Regions from separate parts of the Mus musculus genome. Here region 1 is linked to region 2. Evidence: chromatin contacts called from public Hi-C data. All regions are on one chromosome and are shown on one strand. The core of a region is the stretch at or near the end of the contact, and the rest is flanking DNA. Distances in the headings are between cores, read along the strand shown. Region 1 overlaps Tent2 (terminal nucleotidyltransferase 2). Region 2 holds the start of Cmya5 (cardiomyopathy associated 5).

Region 1 (5,674 bases), core at 1,853-4,352, 35 kb before region 2:
CTGGCTGTTAATAATGGTGCTGTAAATGTCTTGAATACAGAATTTTGAGTGGATATGTGTTTTCGCTCTTGATATGTACACAGAAGTGAAATTGTTGGGTAATATGGCTAAAATATGTTCAACCATTTAGGAACCACCTAAGTGCGCTATAAAGTGGATTTTATATGTATACAGATACTCAAATTTGTTTATGTCCCTGTGACATTTGTTTGTGTCTGTCTCTCAATTTCTTATATTATTAGAGATGGAATCCAGGGCTTTCAACATGCTAGGCAAACACTAAATTACTGTCAAGGTTTAGCCTTTTTTTCCTTTAAAGATTTATTTATTATTAGTCATAAGTACATTTAGCTGTCTTCAGACACATGAGAAGAGGGCATCAGATCTCATTACAAGTGGTTGTGAACTACCATGTGGTTGCTGGGATTTGAACTCAGGACCTTCGGGAGAGCAGTCACTTCTCTTACTCACCAAGCTATCTCACCAGCCCCCTCCCCTTTTTTTCTTTTTAAGATTTATTTGCTATATTTATATGAGTACACTAGAAGAGGGCATCAGATTCTATTACAGATGGTTGTGAGCCACCATGTAGTTGCTGGGAATTAAACTCAGGACCTCTGGAAGAGCAGTCAGTGCTCTTAACTGCTGAGCCATCTCTCCAGTCCCTCAAGGTTTATCCTCATATTGGAGCCTTATTGGAGGCTCTTTATTGGAGCCTTCTGGTATAACAGTGGTTTCAGTTTTCATTCCTTAATGTATGGTGATACTAAGCATTGTTTTTTTGTTTTTTTGTTTTTTTGAGACAGGGTTTCTCTGTGTAGCCCTGGCTGTCCTGGAACTCACTTTGTAGACTAGGCTGGCCTTGAACTCAGAAATCCACCTGGCTATGCCTCCCATGTGCTAGGATTAAAGGCGTGTGCCATCACCGCTTGGCTTAGCATCTTATTTTTTACTTGGTGGACTTTTGTGTGTTCCTTGGAGGAGGTGTCCATTCAGATTCTTTGTCCAGATTTTAGTAGATTGTCTTTTTATTACTGAATTGTAAGAATTATTTTTATATTTCTAAGTAGTAGCTCTTACCAGATAGATGATTTGCAAATGTTTTGTCTTTCTGTGATTGTATTTTTAGATTTATTTTGATGTCTTCTAAAGCACAAAAATTCTTCATTTTTTGGTAGTTAAGTTTATTAGTTTTTCTTTGGTTGATTTCTTTGGCTATTAGTGTTGAATCTCAGAAACCATCTTTCAGTACAGTATCTTGAATATTGATGCCCACGTATTGAGGTACAAGATCGCGATGTACCATCCACCCACCTACCCACCTACCTACCTACCTATCTACCAACAGTGTCTTATTATGTGGCTCTAGCTAGCCTGAAACTTGATAAATAGACCAGGCTTTCCTTGAAGTCACATAATTCTCTTGAGTGTTAGAATGTGCTCTAAGAATTTTTACTTTTATTCCTTATATTTAGGACTTTGATCCATTTGTAATTAATTTATATATATGGTAGGAAGTAGGCTCCATCTGTGCTTTCCAATGGTTGGTTCATCTGTCCCAAGACTTTATCCCTTCTATGCCACCAGTTTCCTTACTATGAAGTAGGAACAAGTAAACAAAAAACAATGAGAAAGATGAGAAAGCAAAATGAAAATACCAACGTGGGGTGCTGTGCTGCTTTTCCCTCATCCTTTCATTCTTTCTTTGTTTTGCTTTATAAATTTAACTCCTGATCCATATTGTGAAAGCCTATGTTATAAGGCAAATGCAGTGAATTCTCTGAATGTAGTTACTATATATGGATTTTAAACGTATGCATGCTAGTAGGACATTTAAAAATGGGTTTATTATACATAGATATTGGAATACATTTTGTATATATTTATGTTTGTATTAGGCTAATAGGGCAAACCAAAGAACTTACTTTTACATGTAGCCTAGGAATATGTTGATTATTTGTAAATTTAATAAAGTATAATTCATTTTAGTTGTTAATAAATCATATAAGATAAGATTCCATATCTGTTTTGCTTAGTCATATAGAAAAATTTCTCACAAATGTACTATCTTTGGAATTAAGGTGTTTCCCCCAGAAAAGTAAAGATAGATTTTGTAGTTGAACCTATTTCTTTGAGTGATAACTTTACTTTTGCCTTTTTGTGAGAAAAAGAAGGAAAGCATTTCTGTTTGTTCTTGTAAGTGACAATTTTTGGAGATAGGATCTCCCTGTGTAGCATAGCTGGCTTTGAACTCATGCTCCTCCTGGTTCTGCTTTCTGAAAGCTTAGATTACAGGTGTGTGCTATCATGCCTAGCTTAAATGCTGCTCACTCTTCCAAGAGACCGCTGTTTACCAGTGTCACTGCACTGTTGATAGTTCTCATGTTCTATTTATTCTTTCAACATCCTAGTGGCATATAGCTATGGTACTAAATTTGATTAAGTTCAGAAAGTTAACTAGTTAGCTTGAAGTCTTACCTATTAAGTGTCAAGACCAAGATTTGACCCGTGTCTTTAGAGATGCAGAGAGGAGGAGTTTAATGTGCTTAGAGTCAAAAATAGGGAGATCCCATTGTGAGACCCGGCTGTAATATCACATGATCTGTGACAGTAATTACTAATAATTTTACTGAGTGACTATTGTTGCTAGCAGTGTGATCACCAATTACATGTTACTCCTATAAAGTGTATAGTGAATACAATATTTAATGTGAGTTAATTAGGCAGTGATTTGAGTCCTTGAATGTGTAATCAAATGACATTGAAAGTTTTTGAAAAGATCAAATAACACTATGAATTTATATTTTTTGGATGATAATTTTTTGCAGAACAGAGTTGTTTAGAATGAGGTGGCCTTGAAGGTGGACTGTCATCTTAGGTTGTTAATATATCTGGATAAGAGATACTGCAGCATTAAGTTGTAACAGATGGCAGGGGAAATGATATATGATATAGTGCACAAGGATTATGGATAGATAGGACTTTGCTTTGTGGCTCAGGGTGGCTTCAAATTCACAGCCCTCCAGCCTTCGCTTCCTGAGTGCTGGGATTACAAATATGCACCATTTTGGCTCACATATAACCACAGTAAATTTCATTTCAGCGTTGTTGCAGTTTCCTCATTGTGTTATGCAACAGATACTCTATACCCACTGTGATGGCTGGGGTTACTTGCTCTACTTCAGTTAGCAAGCATTGCTTGGTTGGTTTTTTTTTTTTTTTTTAAGACCAGATAACAAATATTCTAAGCAGTCAAGCTATTTGGGCTATTTGCTTTTTTCCCTCCAGTTAATAAAATGTGAAAATAATTTAACTTGTTCATATATTACAGACTGGAAGCTGTATTTGGCCTGCGGGTTCTATTTATCAGCCTTCAGGATAAATAAAATCTAATCTTTATGTGATATTAAAACTTTTACACTAGCCATTTTTACTGAATTTATTACAAACTTGGGTGCCTGTATGTTCTTGTTATAGCAAACTATCTACCCAAGATGCAATCAGTACTCTTAGTAAGTCTCTCAGCTTTAACCATTCCAATATTATATTATTATAATATGCCAACTGATCATATCCTATGACCAATTACTTTAGTCCATACTTCTCCCTCTTTTTAGTTTTGGGTTAACTTCTGGTTGTCATGTGTTAGTCATGAACATATATTTACTTCTTTTTTTTCTCCTCCGACTATTCTTGATCTTTCACTTTTCCAAAACACACATTTTCTAATTTCTAGAAAGAAGCCTTCTGCTTTTAAAAAAATTATTATATTGACTCTACATATCCTCTCGAGAATTGATATATTTACCAGTAGTTTGTTAGTATGCTATATTTTTATTTTTGTTTTGAGATAGGGAATCGCTCTGTAGATCCTACTGACCTCAAACTCATATCACTTCTGCCTCTAGCTCCCAAGTGCTGGGAGGACAGCCCTTGAGCATACCAGGCTTACTTCTCACATATTTAGATGTCTCTCATGTCAGTATTTGTGAATTCCAGTCTATATGTTCTACATAACTTTTGAAAAATAGATTTATCAATAATTTCATGTACTTTGCTGCTGTCATAAATTTTTTCTAAAATAAAATTTTTAGTGTTCATATGTATGATTTAAATTGTTATCTTCCCAATGAGTTAAAATGAGAAAAGGCCTTTAAAAATATGTTAAAATGTCCTCATGTCTCCATGGAAATGTGCTTTATCGTAGCAATGTTTCTCTGCTCATTCTTTTCTTAGAAAAACATTATGGAAATTATTTCACTCTTTTTCAGGTATTATTTTCAAACCTCTTTTTTTTTTTTAATTCTTTTCAATTTTATTCCTTTTCTTCCTGAGATTTTAGTTCTCTCTCTTCTCTTTCCGCACCCCCTTTCTCTCTCTCTCTCTCTCTCTCTCTCTATCTCTCTCAATCAATGTGTGTGTGTGTGTGTGTGTGTGTGTTTGATTAAGATGGCTACTTCTGTGCTGCTTTGAGATGGAGAAAGTTGGGCAGGTCGGCCTCACAGCTCCAGGCTCTGTCTCTGTTTCACTTCTTTGTCTAGAGCAGGAACTTTGACTTTTCTATCACTGATGCTTTAGACCAGATATTCCCAGGGGACAGGTAACCTTATGTCCTGTAGGATGGTTAGTTGTATCCCTTGTCTTTTGAGGCTAGTTACATAACTCTGCCCCGGTTATGGTAACCAAAATAGTTTCCAAACATTATCAAATACCTTCAGTAGTCAGAATCATTCTAGACCTTTCCTCTGTTTCTCATGGCTTTGCTCTGTTTAGATTTCAGTGCCTGACAATTTTTTGCTTGTTATACAAGGGACTTTCCTTTAAAGTCTTTGAACTTTCAAAGGACTGCTTGCATTTGCTTTTAAATTATAGCTTGAGAAGGTTTCTACTAGAATTGTATACTACATCAATTGTATTCTACATCAACAGTGAACCTTCAGTTTGGAGGGAAAGAAGCAAAAAGCAGTAGTAGCTAGAGACCATTTGATCTCTGAGTATTGGATTCAAGGGCTGTCCTAGCTCTGTTTCCCTTTCTCCTATTCACTGTTTTGATACTGTGGCAATCTGGTGTTAGAGTTTGACCTTTACAGGTCAGAAAGGGTTCATGGAGGATACTCAGTGGTTTATGTGTATTTGTTGCCAGTGTTTGGTTTTGGTTTAGTTTAATCTACTTTATTCTCCTGGTTGTTCTGTCTCTTTTTGTGGGGCAAGTATTTACAGATTTAAAAAAAAAAAAATCATGGCAGTTTCATGGTCAAGTTGTCAGCAGCTCTCTGAATATGATATTAAAAACAAATCTTAAATGAGACTTTTGGCTGGTTATAAATAGACTATGGGGAGGCCAAAGAAGGAGAAGCTGAAGAACAAAAGAGATTGAGAATTGATAGAGTTGCTTGTGCTCCTGAGGCACAGCAGGATTGGATATAAAAGTATTGGTAGAGGGAATAGATTTGAACATAGCAAGAAGGAAATAGGTGAGATTTCCTTCAGTAATATTAATTTGTAAGTCTTAGCAAGATGAAGAATTGAATCTGGTATTTTTAATTTTCTTAGGTTTTTCCCTTTTTTCTTTGAGACAGGGTCTCATGTAGCCTAGGCTGTTCTGGAATTCCCTATGAAGCAAAGGATGGCCTTGAACTCCTTGATCCTCCTACCTTCATCTGAGTGCTGGGAT
Region 2 (5,493 bases), core at 854-3,353:
CCTGTTTTCCTGGTTTTATTTTCCTCATGATAGGAAACAGCAGAAAACGGAAACATCAACGTTGAGATTATATCCTACTTGTAGAATCAGATTTCCGTGGATTATAATCTAAACTGGAATTTTTAGGCAGTAAGCCACTACAAAGTGTTTTAGATAAGACAATAAAGTTATAAATAAAAGTTTAATGTTTATACAAAAATCTTTTTTAGTATTTCTCTTCCACATGAAAGTAGTAGTTCAGATGCAAGCTAAGCTGTTTAATAAGATTGTTTTTAGTTTATGTAAATACTTGTAAATTGGTCAGTACCTGTATTGTACATTTAAATATAAAAAGTAATCTTGAAGGCAGTTTTAACTTTTTCAAAGATTGCAAACTTCTTGTAGGCCTACAGTGGTACAATTTGTACCACTAAACTATTTTTTGCAGACCAATTAAAAAACTAAAACTTTCACTTTGTTTGACTTACAAAGGGTGCATATTTTCTTTTTTCTTTTTAAGTTTAAATTTTTGTATGCTGTCAAATGGAATAAAGTTTATATCTGGACATTGTTGAGGTGTTATTTTTCTGTGCAGTTGTTTTTGTGATATTAAGGCTGTAATTATCTTAACTGATCGGAACCTAATCGTGCTTGATTATTGAATGCGAAGAGTGTCTGGGACGAAGCTCATCTGGAGCCTGTGAACCACATTACTTCTGTGTTATAATTAGGATTAGAGCTTTCTCTATGGGTCAGTTTTTTAGAATACTGATCTGTAGTACTTTTGATGCAGTTTAAAAAAATTTACATATGATTTTTTTTCTTGGAAACATTTCTAAGATTTATCCCACATTGTGCAGCGCTTTCTCAGAGTGTATTGAGTATAACAGTTCAGTGTGACCTCAGGTAATGTTTGTCAATCATAGTCCCTTGGGGACGGGTGTTCTACTCTGCAGCACTATGGCATTTAATAAAGCCTCAGACTTTGCCGTAGTGTGGACTCTTGCATTGCCACCATGTTGTTTTCAGTGGTTCCACTCTCCTAGTCAGACTATTTGTTGTAACAAATAGACAAAAGGCTTAAGAAATCTGCATACTGGAATCCATGAGCCAGCACTTAAGATCATATACTCAGGGCAGTCCAGCTGTATCAGCTAAAGGTGTTTGGTTTTTTACAATTTCTTTTCAGTGCTAGGGATTAAACACAGCCGGTGTCTGCTACGCAAGTGCTCCACCCATTGAGCATTTCCCCAGCTGGAGACTTAAAATCTTTTCAATTTCAAGTGAATACTACATTTTTTGTTTGGATGTGCTGTTAAAATATTGTTAGTATTAGACGTGTGGACTCTAAATAATTCTAAATTTTGAGTTAGTTTGAAATAGGGTCTTGGCAAAATCAGTGGTAAAAGAGGATGCCTATCTATACCTCTCTGTCCTCAGACCCGATGTACAGCACACAAGCTGATGTAACTGGAGAATAATACCCTTAGTTTCCATCTCATTTAACAATTGTAAGAATCTGCGATGATTAAAATAAAGGTTTGGAGATCTAGCCGTCTTTCTAACCGTTGTACTAAACAGGTCTAGGCCTTTTCAGAAACATTATCTTACAAACAGAAACAATCATATTCAAAAGACTGCTTTGAGTTCCTGGAGAGGAGCAGGAGTTCAAACATGGAGATTTCAGAGAAAGGTGGTGATCTTGAATAAGTGAACAGGTGGGCCTCTCAGGCAGAAAGAATTCACTTGATACTGTGTAAATACCTGATTTCTAAAAGTGGATTAGTCAGGATTTGATCTCTATGAGGATCTTGGGCTTTCGTCCTAGAGCAGTGGTTGACAGGTTAAGCACTGGCTTTACTTGATCCAATGAGATCTTAGTCCCCTAGGGCGCTAGTTTGTTTCCATTGTCACAGTAAGAGCAGTGGGGCCTTAAGCTAGCTACAAACCATAACGTTATCTTCTCTGGATGCTGCCTCATTTGGCACGAAGCACCCGCAGCTCAGCTAGAAGTGTAAGAACCACCAGGCCACTAGATGGAAGGCTGGGCTGGTGGGTCCTTTTGACGCTCAACACTGCTTTCTGCCCTGGCCACAAAGGCCGCTGAAGATCTGCCAAAACGGGCGGGGAAGTTGGCAGGGACTGGAACCAGAGGAAGCTGAGCCAGGGCCGCAGAAGCTCCGTGGCGAAACTTTCTTGACGCCTTCTATTTAAAGGCTTGGGGCGACCCCGCCCCGCGCGCCGGGAACCCAAGCAGCCCCGCGGGCCCTGGCAAAGTGCAGTCAGACGGAGAACACCGGGCGAGGCGTGGGCAGCTCCGACTCCGGCCAGGACAGGCGCGATGGAGAGCGGCGACAGCGGACTCGCAGCCCAGGGCTTCCTAGGATGGGGTGCAGACGAGGAGGTGGCCCAGGAGCTGGAGACGGAGGAGGAGTCGGAGGGCGAGGGGGAGGAGACGGCGGCCGAGTCGGAGGAGGAGCCCGACGCCAGGTAGCCTGAGCGGGAACCGCCCGGACCTAACAAAGCTGTCCACTCCACAGGTGTCCCGCCGGGCCAGTGGCCACCCCCCCCCCCCCAACCTTTTCCTTTCCCTTTCCAACCTCAGAAGTTCATTTCCCCGGAGCCAAGCACACTGTCTGGGACGCGCCGCCTTCTTTAAAAACTTGAAGGTGCAAGGTGCTTGCTGTCAGCAGGAGTGACAGGTCCGCCTGCAGCAAAGTTCACAGTCGGCCCCCACCCCCTCCCCCACCCCCGCCTCCCAGCTCCTTGTGACTTGCTCGTTTATTCTTGGAGACTTACTTGGGGTTCTGCCTAACCGCAAAACTGTGCTGGAATACTTGCCTCTGGCTCCCCGCCCTGGATCAATCTTGCCTGCCTGAGCTTGGGGAAGGGTCTGGAGTCAGAAGGCTCTGTCCATTACCTTCAAAGGTATGGCAGCCTCCTAGAGTTCTAGCGCTGGGCTAGTTTGCTGTATGGAAGCTATTTTGGTGCAAACATCCCATACACTCCTTAGAGGGAAGAATCATGAAGGCCAGGTGTGGCTGGCCTGCCCTTGTGATTCCAATAATAGAAAGGCAGAAGCAGGAAGACTGATTTCCAGGCCAGCTGGGCTCTCCTGGGTGATGTTTTAGCAACGTCTGTCCTAAAAGTCGTTCTGGTCCTAAATATCTATCAATAAGGCGAATGAGATTAAGTAATACTATATACATACATACGTGTGTGTGTGTGTGTGTGTGTGTGTGTGTGTGTGCACGCATTAAGGCTTTCTACTTTGTCTCTACTTTGTCCCTTTTCATCCAGCCCTAAAATGACAATAGTAGTATGGATGTTTTGTTTAATCGTAAGCATGTCATCAATGGTATCTCTTCCTGGGTGGTCCTATCAAAAGGCTTTGGGGGTGGCAAGTGATGGTTTATCATTTCAGAATGCCCAACCAAGACCAGAATTGTTCAAGTTGGAGTAGCCCAAGAGTGGCATTGAAGGCTGGGGAGATGGCTCCGCTGGTAAGGTGCTTGCCTTGTGAGCTCAAGGACTGGAGCTTAATCCCCAGTTCCTATGGTCAATACCTGCAGTACTGGCGGAAAGCCCAGCACTGTGGCTTGTGCTTGTTATCTCTGTTAGGGAGATGGAGACAGAATCCCTGAGGCTCACTGTGCTGTCAGTGAGTTCCAGGCTGGTGGTGATGGCTTTTTCTTTTTAAGGTAAACTGTACATGAGGGATTGGTCTCCACATGCGTATACATGTAGTCCCGTGTACATGTATAGGGTACCGCCAATTGCAGAAAACCATCAGCTGGAAATCTTGAAGCAACTACCAAGAAGGAAACACACTCTACCCTCAAAAACTTTGCAGGAAACGATAGAAATTATGAGTATTATGACTATATGCTGAGGAGGACTTTATGCTATATAAACACTGTACTGTGGAAGGTCAGAATGAGGGCAGAAGGTCTAGAATCAGCGAGCACTGGCTCCAGACTGGATATCAGAGGATGGGCAGGAGATGCACGAAGGAAGGGCAGAGGGGAAGGTGCCCATGGGAAATGGGAGAGGGAGGAGGAGGAGGACCAGCAACCCAGGCATGCAGAGAAGAGGTTCTCACAGTGACATGTGGGACACCCATATCCCTGCTCAGCCACTATTTCCCAGAATAACGAGCTCATCTACACTACAACTGGGTCACCTGACAGTTTCAAGCACCACTTCTGAGTTGTCCCTTGCCAAACAAAAGCTAAGACCTTCTAGTGAGGATTTATCTGTGGTAATCTCAGCCTGTTCTGACCATAGGCAGAAAAGTAACCACGGCAAGGAAACGTGTCAGAATAAGCTGAGGGGAAATGGTAGGAGGTGATGGAGACCTGTTTGAGCTAGAGGGTGAGTGACTCAATAGGACTTGAGGGCACTGACAACAGGCAGATAGCAAAGTTGGATGTCAGAAGAGAGTCTATGAAGAGGCAGCACAAAGACAGCATGGACCATGGTGGGGTGCTAGGAAGGCAGTGGTAGCTCTAATTAGATGTAGCTCTCACTCCTCAGTGCGATCAGGAATCAAACCACTTCATTGTGTGTGAGATTATAAACACAGCCCAAAGTTCCATGTTCCTCTGCGAAGGGGAGTAAGAATTTGGAACAGGTTCTAATGCATACATAAAAGGTGAGAGTCACGGGTCAGCCTTCCTTGGACTCTGGCACAGAAGAGAGCCTTGTTGTGCCAGGCACAGTACCAAGCATTTACCTGCATTATCTCATGTTAAACCCTCCAGCAGAATGATGAGACCATTGTCCTGTTCTGGAGGAAATAACTGGAGCCTCATACCATTCACTGAGGATAAAAAAAGCAAGAACGTATAAGATGCAGTGTGAGCCAGCATGTGTACACAGCAAGTTAGGAGGCTTTCACCATTCTTTGCTTTAAAGAGAAGTCTTTCCTTATTCTGGGGCAGCATTTCTCAACTTGTGGGTCAAACGACCCGTTCACAGGGCACCTAAGACTATCAGAAAACACAAATATTCATATTATGATTCATAACCAGCAAAATCACAGTTATGAAGTAGCAATGAAAACTTTATGGTTGGTGGGTCACCACAACACGAGGAAGGGTCCTAGCGTTAAGGAAGGTTGAGAGCCACTGCACTGGGGGAAACAACCCACTCAGTTTTACTTAGAGGCGTTTCTAGACAAACAAGGAAGACCACATCTCTGTATCATAGTACGATATTTACCCTGCTTATGTAGGTTTTCTGAAAGGCCAGAAACTACACTTACAAGCTGTAAGTATGTATGTGTATGTGTGTGTGTGTGTGTGTGTGTGTGTGTGTGTGTGTGTGTGTAGAAGCCACAGCTCAATGTTGCTTTTCTGGCTCACTCTCTACCTTACTTTCTGAGACAGGCTCTCTCACTGAACCTGGAGCTCACTTGTTCAGCTACACTGCCTGGCCGGTGAGCTCCAGAGACCCACTTGCCTCTGCTAGAGTTACAGATGGCATTGCTGTGATCGGCTGTTACGTGGAGGC

Evidence for each region. A called contact is a pair of places that touch in the nucleus more often than the background predicts.
Region 1: a contact with region 2 is called in a Hi-C map of bone marrow-derived macrophages, with 1.9 times the contacts expected there. The contact joins the enhancer-like site here to the promoter of Cmya5 in region 2. A contact is called at or near these places in 4 of 39 promoter capture datasets (cranial neural crest, liver and maxillary cranial neural crest), 29 of 484 Hi-C or Micro-C datasets (B cells, the G1E-ER4 cell line, the HPC-5 cell line and 22 more), 6 of 115 datasets of contacts at active chromatin or transcription factors (the HPC-7 cell line, effector CD8 T cells, embryonic fibroblasts and 2 more) and 1 of 9 other capture datasets (adipose tissue).

The regions. Positions count from the first base shown.
Region 1 is chr13:93,177,164-93,182,837 of GRCm38.p6, reverse strand. All of the region lies in intron 4 of Tent2 (terminal nucleotidyltransferase 2), which reads left to right. Among named protein-coding and RNA genes, the nearest start is that of Tent2, 12 kb to the left of the region's middle. Within about 2 kb of position 3,102, at least 13 of the 459 cell types and tissues checked have an H3K27ac peak or open chromatin away from gene starts, as enhancers often do. A contact at or near this core is called in B cells, bone marrow-derived macrophages and liver, where this site is marked.
Region 2 is chr13:93,141,334-93,146,826 of GRCm38.p6, reverse strand. Cmya5 (cardiomyopathy associated 5) reads left to right here and starts at 2,103. Exons shown (of 13, transcript NM_023821.3): 1 at 2,103-2,469. The coding sequence starts at 2,321. Tent2 (terminal nucleotidyltransferase 2) reads left to right here. Exons shown (of 15, transcript NM_133905.3): 15 at 1-972.